3 separate regions of the Zea mays genome follow, and all the other regions are linked to region 2. A link is a contact called in public Hi-C data. All regions are on one chromosome and are shown on one strand. Each heading gives the region's core, a stretch centred on a gene start, on an enhancer-like site or on the middle of the called end of the contact. The rest is flanking DNA. Distances are from core to core; before and after follow the strand shown. Region 1 holds the start of LOC103641402 (cytochrome P450 CYP99A1). Region 2 holds the start of LOC103641401 (AT-rich interactive domain-containing protein 2). Region 3 holds the start of LOC100383061.

Region 1 (3,499 bases), core at 273-2,772, 160 kb before region 2:
CTTGCCGTCGAGCACTCGGCGGACCTCGGCTTGCGCCTTGGCCATTGCCTCCGGGTTCCTCATCAGCTCCGACATGATCCACTCCGCGGCCGACGACGTGGTCTCCGTCCCGCCGGCGAGCATGTCCTGATGATCGATGAGCAAGAATTGACTTTTTGAACTAGAAAGACAAGATTCAGCAGCACCATATATATATTTCACCGCACTTACAAATAAGATTGCTTTGATACTAGTCATGCTGATGCCGGTCTCCCCCTCGTCTCGGATCCTAAGCAAGACGCTGAGAAGGCCGTCGCCATCTCCGTTCGTTGTCCCGGTCGTCGTCTTCGCCTGTCGCTGCCGTGCCTCACACTCGGCGATGATCTTGTCAAATATGCCGTCGAGGTGCCGGCGCGCTCGCCACAGCCGTCGTGTCAACCCAGTGACGACGTCCACGAACGACAGGGACGGGAAGAGGTCCCCGGCGCAGAACCCGCCACCGTACAGCACCGCCACGTCGACGACCGACATGAGCTCGTCGCCGCACAGCTGCCCAAACGTCGCCCTGCCGGTGATCGCCATCGAGCAGGACAAAACCAGCCTGCCCAGATTGACCGGCTCTCCGCTCTGGCCGCCGGCAGCCCGGACCTTCCTGACCAACGAAATGGTCTCGCTGTCACGGACGGCCAAGAGCTGCCGCACCTTGTGTGTGCTGAGCAGCTCGGACATGCAGAGCTTGCGCAGCATCCTCCAGTAAGCGCCGTACGGCGCGAACGACATGTCCATGCTTCCGTAGAGGATGATGTCCGCCACGAGCAGGTTCGGCCGCGACGCGAAGGCGACGTCCTTGTCCCGGAGCACCTCCTGTGCCGCCGCGGGCGAGGAGATCACGACGGCGTCGATCTGGCCCAGACGCAGGTACATGACGGGTCCGTGCTTCCTGGCCAGATCCCGTAGCGCGACGTGCGGCTGCGAGGTGGCTAGGTGGAGGAGGTTTCCGATCAAGGGGAGACGCCATGGGCCTGGAGGCCGCTTCTTCTTGGGGCCTGGTGAAGGTTTGCGGCGGCTAAGTGAGCACACAACAAGGATAGCCGCTGAGATGATAGTAGTTAGGAAGAGGAGGGTGTCTGAGTTTAGTTCCATGTTGATGGCATAGTTCGCATTCGTTTCGGCCCCGTTCGGCAGACGTGGATCAAAAACAGATCAGTAACCAATCCAGTCCAGGATTGAGTGGACACTTATTCCTGGTCACTCGTCCGTTTCTAGGCTGGGAACCAATCTAGAAGGTGGATTGTCCGTGTTTGTTCCAGGCCAAAGACTGAAGGGTTGACTCAAAATCATGTGGTTTCCTTTCCGGCCAACATCAAAACGAACAGTTCTACGGATTCCAAACCAGACTCATTAATTCTGTCTAGAATACGGCCAAGAACGGCCCAATCCGCTCAAAACGAACGAGCCCTTCCTGTTTTTCTCTGGGGAAGAAGAGCAGCTCATATATAATGGCATTCCCGGCCTAAGCTTGCATTATTGGGCACTAGAATACACTATGTACGTCTGTCTGACAGACTGACACACATCGGCTTCATAAACAATTGAACTGTATTGTATTATATGTTTCACGTGGACATCTCATCTTGTTCTTTTTATTCTTTTGAGACATTGTCTTTTATCCAATACAATAGGTTTTTGTCGGTGCTTCCTTTCGTTAGGCTTTTTTTTACTCTCGCATACTGCCAATATTTTTTACATAATAAAAGGAAAGAATAATGCTGCCAATAATAACTTTGTGGCAGTGACGGAGTCATGTTACATCACTTTTTTTACTCTCGTTGCTATGCTAACCAATATTTTTTACATAATAAAAGGAAAGAATAATGCTGCCAATAATAACTTTGTGGCAGCGACGGAGTCATGTTACATCAGTCACTGGTAGAAAAAAAGGCTCAAAACCTATGGAGCGATATAATTTTACAAGCGGACTCGGTTATCAACCACCTATGCTATTTTTAACTGTGGTTCCTTAAGAAAATCGTCACTAGAATCGTATTTCTACATACGGTTCTTTAAGAAAACCGCCTGTAAAAATCTATGATTTGTAGTAGTGGTTTTCTTAAGAAACCGCATATAGAAATCGATTTCTAGTGGCGGTTTTCTTATAGAACCGCCACTATAAATCATTTTTATCCTTAATTTTTTGAGTTTTTCAAACGACCTTGTATGATGAAACTATCAAAATAAAAGTTGTATATCACTAAAAGTTATGAAACTTTATAGTTGACAACTTTTTATTTGAACTGATTTCGGTTCTTAAAAATTAAATCTAAGTATGTCAAATTTAAAATTCAAAATTTGCAAACTATCTCAGATGAAAAAGTGTCAAAATGAAAGTTGTAGAACTTCAAAAGTTATTCAACTTTTTAGTTGACAACTTTTTTATTGAAATTTGTTTACGGTCTCAAACAAGCAATTTACACTTAGTTGGTTGTAATATGTGGACAAAAAAACTATAATTTAAATGCAAAGCATGCCATAGGCGGAGTGGTAGAGGAGGGTACGCGCGAGGGTGAGGTCGACAGTTCGATTCCTAACAGCCGCGTAGCCAGAATAATGTCGCGACTTCGACGAAGATGGTTTTTAAAACTCGTTTAATGTTTCTGAAAATAATTTTTACTAGCGTTTTTCACTGGCGGTCCACAGTTACCTGCCTATAAAAATGATGATTTCTACTGGCCCCTTGTACCGACGGTTCTAAGAAACGCCAGTGAAAATAGGTTCACAACCGTCATTATAGAACTTCTTTGTACTAGTGAGTGTTTCATCTATCGCGTCACCCAACAAACTTGAAAGTACTAAGAGATTACGTATTGTTACCATTAGACATGCAACGTCGCAGAAGAAGAGTTAAAGTAGCGATCTATGGATAGGAAGTAGTCAATCACGTTCGTCTCCTCCTCTATAGCCAATCAGCACAATAGTTGTAGCCATGCCTCCATGTAGTTCATATGTATGGGGAGGAACACCGTAATGCCGTTGTGCTAGCACCATGCACACCGCGAGAGTCTAACGATAAGGTCCAAATGAAACGACGACTAGGGTTTGCACGTGTGGTGGGATCCTGTAACTAAAAGTCACCTAGAGGGGGTGAATAGACGAAACCTAAAATTTATCATTTAAAACAAAAACTCAAACCTCGGTCAGGCATTAGAACAAGAGGCAAATTAATCGGAGTGAGAGAGAGTTGTTCTTCATGCTAGTGTTGCGCTTATGATTGCGAAATTACATGCGAGCAACACAATTATTTTAGAATCAAGTCAAACAAAATAACATGGTAAAGGGAGAAATAAATCGCAAGGAAAACACTACACAAGAGACACGAGTGATCTATTTACTGGAATTCGGTTACCAAAGGAAGCCAACATCTCCGTTGAAGAGTCGACTTAGGACAGGTCTCTTTCAACCCTTTCACTCTCTCAAGCAATCACTTAGATCGAGCTTGAGTATTATTTCTCAAATCAAGAGA
Region 2 (3,363 bases), core at 595-3,094:
TTCCTGTGGCTGGTGGCACATGATAAATGCTGGACTGCTGATAGGCTGCAGAAAAGAGGCATGAACCATCCGGCTAGGTGCCCTCTTTGTGATCAAGAACCTGAAAGCGTTGATCACCTGCTGGTTTCCTGTGTGTTCTCAAGAGTTTTCTGGTATAGGCTTTTGAGAAAGTTTGGGTTACACAGCTTATCCCCTCAGCAAGTGGAGCCTTCCTTCCTTGGTTGGTGGGAGAATTCCTCGGCTCAGGTCCTCAACATGAGAAAGAAAGGACTGGACTCCCTTGTTGCTTTAGGGGCCTGGATGATTTGGAATCATAGGAACAAGGTGGTGTTCGATGGAAGGACCCCCTCTATCTCCTTCCTTCTTCAAGCTGCTGAGGATGAACAGGAGACGTGGCGGCTGGCTGGTGCCAAGGGGCTTTCCTTTTTTGCCAGCCAAACTACCTAGCTCCTAGGGCTGTAGTGTTTTTTGTCCAGTTTTATGGATAGCTTTGTGTATGCTTGTTTCTGGCCTCCATAAGGAGTGCTTGTACCTAGGTCCTTATGGCCCTTTATTTTCCCTCTACTTTAATATATGGGTGCGCAGTCCTCCTGCGCTCTTTCGAGAAAAAAAATACTTAATGTATGTGTTTTATTTATGTGTCTACATTTATCTTCATCCACTTGAATATGGACATAAAAAGCAAGAGCTAAAACGAATATTATTTTAGAACGAAGGGGGTATTAAAATGCAATGAGTTAACGTCAAATTGTAAAACGTTTTGCCAACAAACTCTTCAAAGGTATTGAAATCACCTGAAAAAGTGAGGCGTCCAACATGCTTGCTCGGCGAGCCTTCTTCGTGGTAACCATCTTCCTGACCGCCAATGCCATTGAGAAGCACTCAGCCGACGACCCAGCAGAGACAGCAACATCATTGCCAGCATTCTCGGCCATCTCCCTCACCCAACCCAACATCCCAACCACGTCCCCCCTCTTCCTCTTAAGCATCACATGCCGCTGCTCCCTCCCATTGTAGCCCAGGAGCCCTTCTTCTCCCTCCACTCCATCGGTACCAATGAACAGCTCTTGCCTCTTCCTCATGTCGCCGTCCAAGAAGGGCCCATGTGCTTCCACGAGCCTCTGGATCCAGCGGTCTAGGGCACCAAGGTACTTGGCGTAGACCAGCTTGACGGGCGCCGCGAGGGCGGAGTCAATGCCAGCAGACTCGGCGGCGGCAGCCCAACCACCGGGAGTGTTGGGCACGCCGGCGTAGCCCCCTGCAGCGCGGACGGCCAGGAAGAGGCGGAGAAGGTCAACGCATCGTCCATTTCCAAGAGCCACGGGGATAGGCCGCGCCTCGCGGCCGCCGGTGTAGGCCTCGCGCAGGAACGTGGCGAGGACGGCGTCGAACGCCTCCGAGGGGTCGGAGGCCGCGACGGCGTCGGGGACCCGGAGATCGGCGCAGAAGCCGAGGGACTGCAGCTTGCTGAGGATGGCGAGGACGCTGGCGGCGGAGTCCATGGACCGGTGACCGGCGGCGAGGTCACGACGGTTGGCCGCGGTGGCGCATATTCTCCTTTTTTTTTCCTTTGTTTTGCCTTTTTTTTGGCTGTGGGTTGAGTATAGATAGAACGTTTAGTGTGGATTTATGTTTTTTTTCTTTTAACCTTCCTGTTTTTGAATGAAATTTGAAGGTTTGTTGTGTCCGTTCGATGCATAGGATACAGAGGATTTTTATGTGGGCCTGTGATGGCTTTGTCGCCTTGATGGGAGTAGTAGATGGGTTATGTGTTGAGTACTAAAAATATCTTCAATGGTCATATCTCATATCTTTTAGAATAAAAAATTAAGTGACCACTTAAAATGCTAACTAAGCGCTGGTCCCAATGATAGTAATTTTTACCATTGCAAACCTGAATGCTAAGGGCATGTACAGTGGTGTTTAATGTGGAGTCTCTTAAGGTGTTTAAGGGGGTTATTTGCAAAAAAATCTTAGAGCCGTCTCTCCGTGAAGAGACGCCTCTGGCTCGTAAACCAAGTAGCAACAGACGTCTCACTTCCCACTGTACGAATTTGTCGTCTGTTCTATCGATCTGATGCTATACAAATACATTTAATTCTGTATTTATTAATAGACTACGTTTATAGACACTCCATTGTACAATAGAGTCTCTTAGTTGTCTCCTGTGCTTGGAGAACCGTTTTGGTGTCTCTCCACTGTACATGCCCTAAAGATGGCAATGGTGACATGATATCAGATATTAGGTTATTGGCGAAGATAATTTTATTTGAGCTTATCTTCATTAAATATTCTGACACATAAGAAAATACGATGACATAACGATGATATAATAAGTAGAGAGATAAAGAAAGTTTTATACGAGATGAGGGAGTCTCATTTAAATGGAACTCAAGATGCATTTCGTAGTTAAAATTGATTTGACATTATTGAAATTATCTAATAAAACTATGCACTAAGAATAATCTTAAAATCTAAAGATTGAAGAGATGTCGGTTAGTATAACAACCAAATTTGATAAGTATTAGTTGCCTGTTAGGCATTACAATCCTTCTAGAACCTTGTTCTTTTAAAAAAATGAGCTTGCTGATGTGTCTTGTAGCGGCTAACTCGTAAAACCTATCAGATTTGTGAGGATAAGGCTACTAAAATCCTAGATTTATTAGGGTGTATTTGGTTCTGCTTTTAAAATCTACTTCTACTTTAAGAAAGCAGAAGCTGAACCAAATGGATTCAATTTTTTCGCAGCTACATTAAAAAAGCAACTTTTCTTTAGTACAAATTTGAAAGCACCATGAACACTACTTTGATGTTTATCGAAGTTCATTATATTAATAAATAAGCATGATAAATTTAAACTAAAATAGAATTAAAATAATTAAGTATTATAATAAATGAAATAAAAATATTTTTAATAAAAAATTTATTACAAATGGAATTAAAAACTTTATTTTAAAAAAAATCAGGAACACAAATGTGAAATTATTTTTTAAATTAAATATAATGATTAAGAGATATAATTAAACAGAGCGCATATAAACAATATAGAGTCTGTTTACATTGTATATAAACAATATAGAGTTTGTTTACATTGTACAACTCAGTAGTTTAAGCCAATCAGCTTTTTCTCATATTAGCTTTTTCACAGCGGACAGCTCGCAATAGTTTTTTCACAACTCACAGCTAAAACCGAACACACCCTCAGGTGATTTAATGATTGCAAGAGTTGCAAGTATAAGATTATCTATCGTGTGATTTAAATCACAATTGGATTGCTACAAAGAAGATGAAATGGTATCTCGGGAAACTAAGAGTGTAAGTTGTTGGATTGGTGATAAGTGGCTTCAGTATGTTATCCAACCC
Region 3 (3,691 bases), core at 10-2,509, 190 kb before region 2:
TCTGCTTAGATGGTGTTTTTGCAAAATACATAGGGCAACAAGAGACATTAGATCTAATATGGATAATCATTATTTAATATATTGACAATGTGCAACAAAATGATTTAAAAAAAGTAAAATACATTAGTGGTCTTCGAACTTGTCACGTTATGTCACTTACGTCCTCAAACTCTCGAATCCAGGATACTGACGTGGCGTGCCACGTTGGAGTCATCCGAACATGGCATGCTGCATCACTTGGGTCCCACACTTCCATTAGTACGCCCCCAGCGCCAATTTGATTAAACCTGATTTTAAATGGGCCAACCAAATTATAACATCTATTTTTCGAGTTTCAAGAGCTTGTGAACCTAAGTAGCACAGCAGGCTAAATTCGAGGATCATTGATGCGTGCCTTATCGTGCCTCCGGGCTCCATGTTTATTAGAAAATGCATGTCTATTCACAACCTTCTAGCCGTGAGTCTCGACTAGGGTGGTAATAAATCTCGATTTAAATGTTTCACGATTAGTTTGAATCCTTAATTAGGTTTAATTAAAAATGAATACAAATAGAGCTTGATTCTTGTATAATCTGATCTTTACTAAGTGTTTATGACTGCTCTAGGTTTTAGCTTCAGTGTGAAGTTAGAGTTTATAATATAAATTTAAATATTTTTAAAAAATTATTTTTAATCTAAATAATAAACAAAATAACTCATTTAAATGTCTTCTAAAAGTTAACTACTTTAATTTCACGATTTTCTAAAGCTTTTATTTACTCGCTTAGCCAACTTCATAATTTTTAAAGCTAAAGCAGTATAAAACAGAGCTTTAGGCTATCTCCAGAAAAAACATACATCTACCATTTACATAGCAGAGCTTGAAAAGAGTTAGATAGACAGTATGATAGAGAGAATGCTAGAGCCAGAGATGAATGCTCGGTATACTTACTTTTGAGAAGGAAGCTAATATGAACACTAAATCCAGAAGAAAGAAGCTTTTTTATTTTGAGAGATGAATTCAAAGAGAGAAGGTTGTAGAAGGTAAGTAACCCGATGCGCGTTCAAATCCAACAAAAACGTCCAATAAAATGACAGAAGATGCATATTATTCTATCGTAGCTGGGGCTAAGAAACTATAACATATTCTTTATTTCTCATCATCTATCTTACCTACTATTTTAAAATTTATTCTACAAATAATATCAAAAAGTGTCATTCAATTTTACACTGTCCACCCATGCCCCCCGTATAGTCCTGACCCACCGCTTCTCCTCCGTGCTGTCCGGTGCTCCTCGTCGGGCGCTTCGCTGCCGCCTTGCAATTGCAACCCACGGCAAATGCTGCTCGACGATGAGCGAGGCTAGCAGGAGCCACCTCCTCACCTGGATCGATGGCGGCCGTTCATCTCGGCTAAGATCCAAATCTCGGCATCGGCGGCACCCCTCGACTCTCCCCACGCCCCTAGCCATCCTAACTGCGACCGTGGATGAAGATCTCAAAGAATCTTGGAGGTGCAGCGGTGAGAAGCACGGCCTACTCCTTTCCTTCTACTACGTCTAGTGTCGCTGCACTAAGGGGCCCCATCGAAGCAACGAGCTTGACCGCTTCTGCTTGCCCGTGTAGGGATGACAGCGTAGGGAGGCCCAATGGTGTGATGTAGCGAGTCCTAACGGTGCTCGGATCGGGGCGGATGGCCCCCAGTCTCGGCAGGAGGTGAGCTCATGGAGTACCTCCCATCGCTACAGACCCAATCCCAGTTAATTCGCCTTGGTAGTCTTATGCATTCAATTCGATAGGGCCAGGTCATTGTGTGCGTTTTTTCCCCGCACCTGCATGTAGGCTGACTAAAATTCTGTGACTGTATGGGTACTAATTATCATCTAGTTGTTTGTGGAATCGGTTTTCCTGCCCCAGTTTTACCTCTATTTGACCTGCTAGTGAAAGCATTTGGAGATTTTCTTTTAACCCACCGTGGAGCGCATTCATGGCTGAATGATGGTAGTAGGTTACCTGCTGTTGTGCTCGATACCTTGAACCTCTAATAGTTAGTACATCTTCCATATTTGGGACAATAACAACGATTGACACATAAATCCTTTACCTCCTCAAATAGCTTCTCAGTTCTCCCAACCAGTCTCCCTTGCACCATTAATTTTCTGTTCGATGCATTTTTCTCAATTGGTTTTCGATGCCTAGCATCTGCAGCATCTCGGCAATCAACCTCTGCGCCAAAACCTGTCAATCACACCCAAAACCCCTGGATAATCCCACCCAACTCACCATACAACTGCACCCTTGTCAACTACGGAACACCCCTACCACCATTTCCACAATTACCCAACTTCGAACCAGCAACACCAAACCTATAACAATCAGCTCGACGACAACCATTAAAAAAACTCGATCTGCGGGGGTTAAGACCGCCCCATGGCATTACAACTAAGAAGAAGACCTCATGCAGGTCAAGAAAACCCCCCAAACCCCTATCCCACTAATACACAACTGTGCTGTAGCCCATGTGAGAACGATCGCGACCGGGGCCGGACCTTAGGCCTGTGTTTTGGCGTGGGACAGACGAGGTGATTTTTTTAACCCCGTCCTGAAATTCTCTCCCACGGCTACTCAGACCACCTAACTAACTAGGCTAGAGACCCTTTCGCTCGACGGCAACCATTACACTTTTCACCACCAAAGTCGCGCACCTTTGTAATCCTACATAGTAACAAACCTGCAGACCCCGCCTTAAATGTGAAATCCACACCTCGCCTTACCTTTTCCACCACCAATATAACAACTTCGGCAACAACAACAACAAATTAAGAATGAACTGATTACTCAGGTCACCGTCTACAACTCGAGATATACCTTTGGAGTCATCCTCGCCATATCAGGCAACATAAGGAGAACACGAGGAGGGTGCACCATCGGGCCACCGAGGGCTCCCACAAAAACTCTTAATTGTCACATATCCCTAGAACCTTGGCAGCCTAAAGTGGGCACCACCTACCTTCGCACACACAAACTCTTCAAAGATTCGCACAAATGCTCCGCCAACTCTCATAGAGCATCCACCCCCTTTGGCGACACCTCCGTCACGGCACCCTCCCTTCACAGTCACAACCACCAATAGGGTTAGCCCTTCGCAGAAATCACTTTCTGTGCCCGACAAGCTAGTCAGCTTATAGTAAAACCAATGGCGATGCCACTGTGCAGGCCACTTGTTCCTCTGCGTAGCGTGACAGACAGACGGTTGGGAGCTGATGATTGAGGACACTAGCTTTTAGTGTTGGACCTTCATTATTGGGCTAACAATTTATAGGGGTTTGTAAGATTATTGGGCCAAAAACTAGGGCCTTAGGGCTTAGGCCCAGGCCCACACTTGGTCTCTGATATTGCATATCTATGTGGTATCTGGTATGTTTTAGTGAATGTTACTATCCACCTTAACTAAGTTGTTTGATGGATTGATCTTTGAGAAAACTGACACTGTTGTCTATACTGCTGTGTGCATGTGTGACTATAAAAAAATGGTAGACAACACTGTATGTTTAACTGCAAGAAATGTTCCAGTATTCTCGATTGTTTTGTATTGGTCCCATATGATCCATGTGCAACTTAAGAAATCTGGATAGACAACTATATAAGTAATACTAAATGTAGACAATATATATGTTTAGGTTTGTGTGATTGGAATGAGGCTTAATTTCAA

Evidence for each region. Hi-C and Micro-C count contacts between places; a contact is called where the count stands out from the background.
Region 1: a contact with region 2 is called in a Hi-C map of leaf, with 2.7 times the contacts expected there. The contact joins the promoter of LOC103641402 here to the promoter of LOC103641401 in region 2. A contact is called at or near these places in 9 of 25 Hi-C or Micro-C datasets (ear, leaf and tassel).
Region 3: a contact with region 2 is called in a Hi-C map of bundle sheath, with 2.6 times the contacts expected there. The contact joins the promoter of LOC100383061 here to the promoter of LOC103641401 in region 2. A contact is called at or near these places in 9 of 25 Hi-C or Micro-C datasets (bundle sheath, ear, leaf and 1 more).

The regions. Positions count from the first base shown.
Region 1 is chr10:93,556,054-93,559,552 of Zm-B73-REFERENCE-NAM-5.0, reverse strand. It overlaps LOC103641402 (cytochrome P450 CYP99A1), which reads right to left and starts at 1,522. Exons shown (of 2, transcript XM_008664757.4): 1 at 211-1,522; 2 at 1-126. The coding sequence starts at 1,122.
Region 2 is chr10:93,396,921-93,400,283 of Zm-B73-REFERENCE-NAM-5.0, reverse strand. It overlaps LOC103641401 (AT-rich interactive domain-containing protein 2), which reads right to left and starts at 1,844. Exons shown (of 2, transcript XM_008664756.4): 1 at 795-1,844. The coding sequence starts at 1,502.
Region 3 is chr10:93,584,810-93,588,500 of Zm-B73-REFERENCE-NAM-5.0, reverse strand. It overlaps LOC100383061, which reads left to right and starts at 1,259. Exons shown (of 5, transcript NM_001175737.1): 1 at 1,259-1,501; 2 at 1,606-1,695.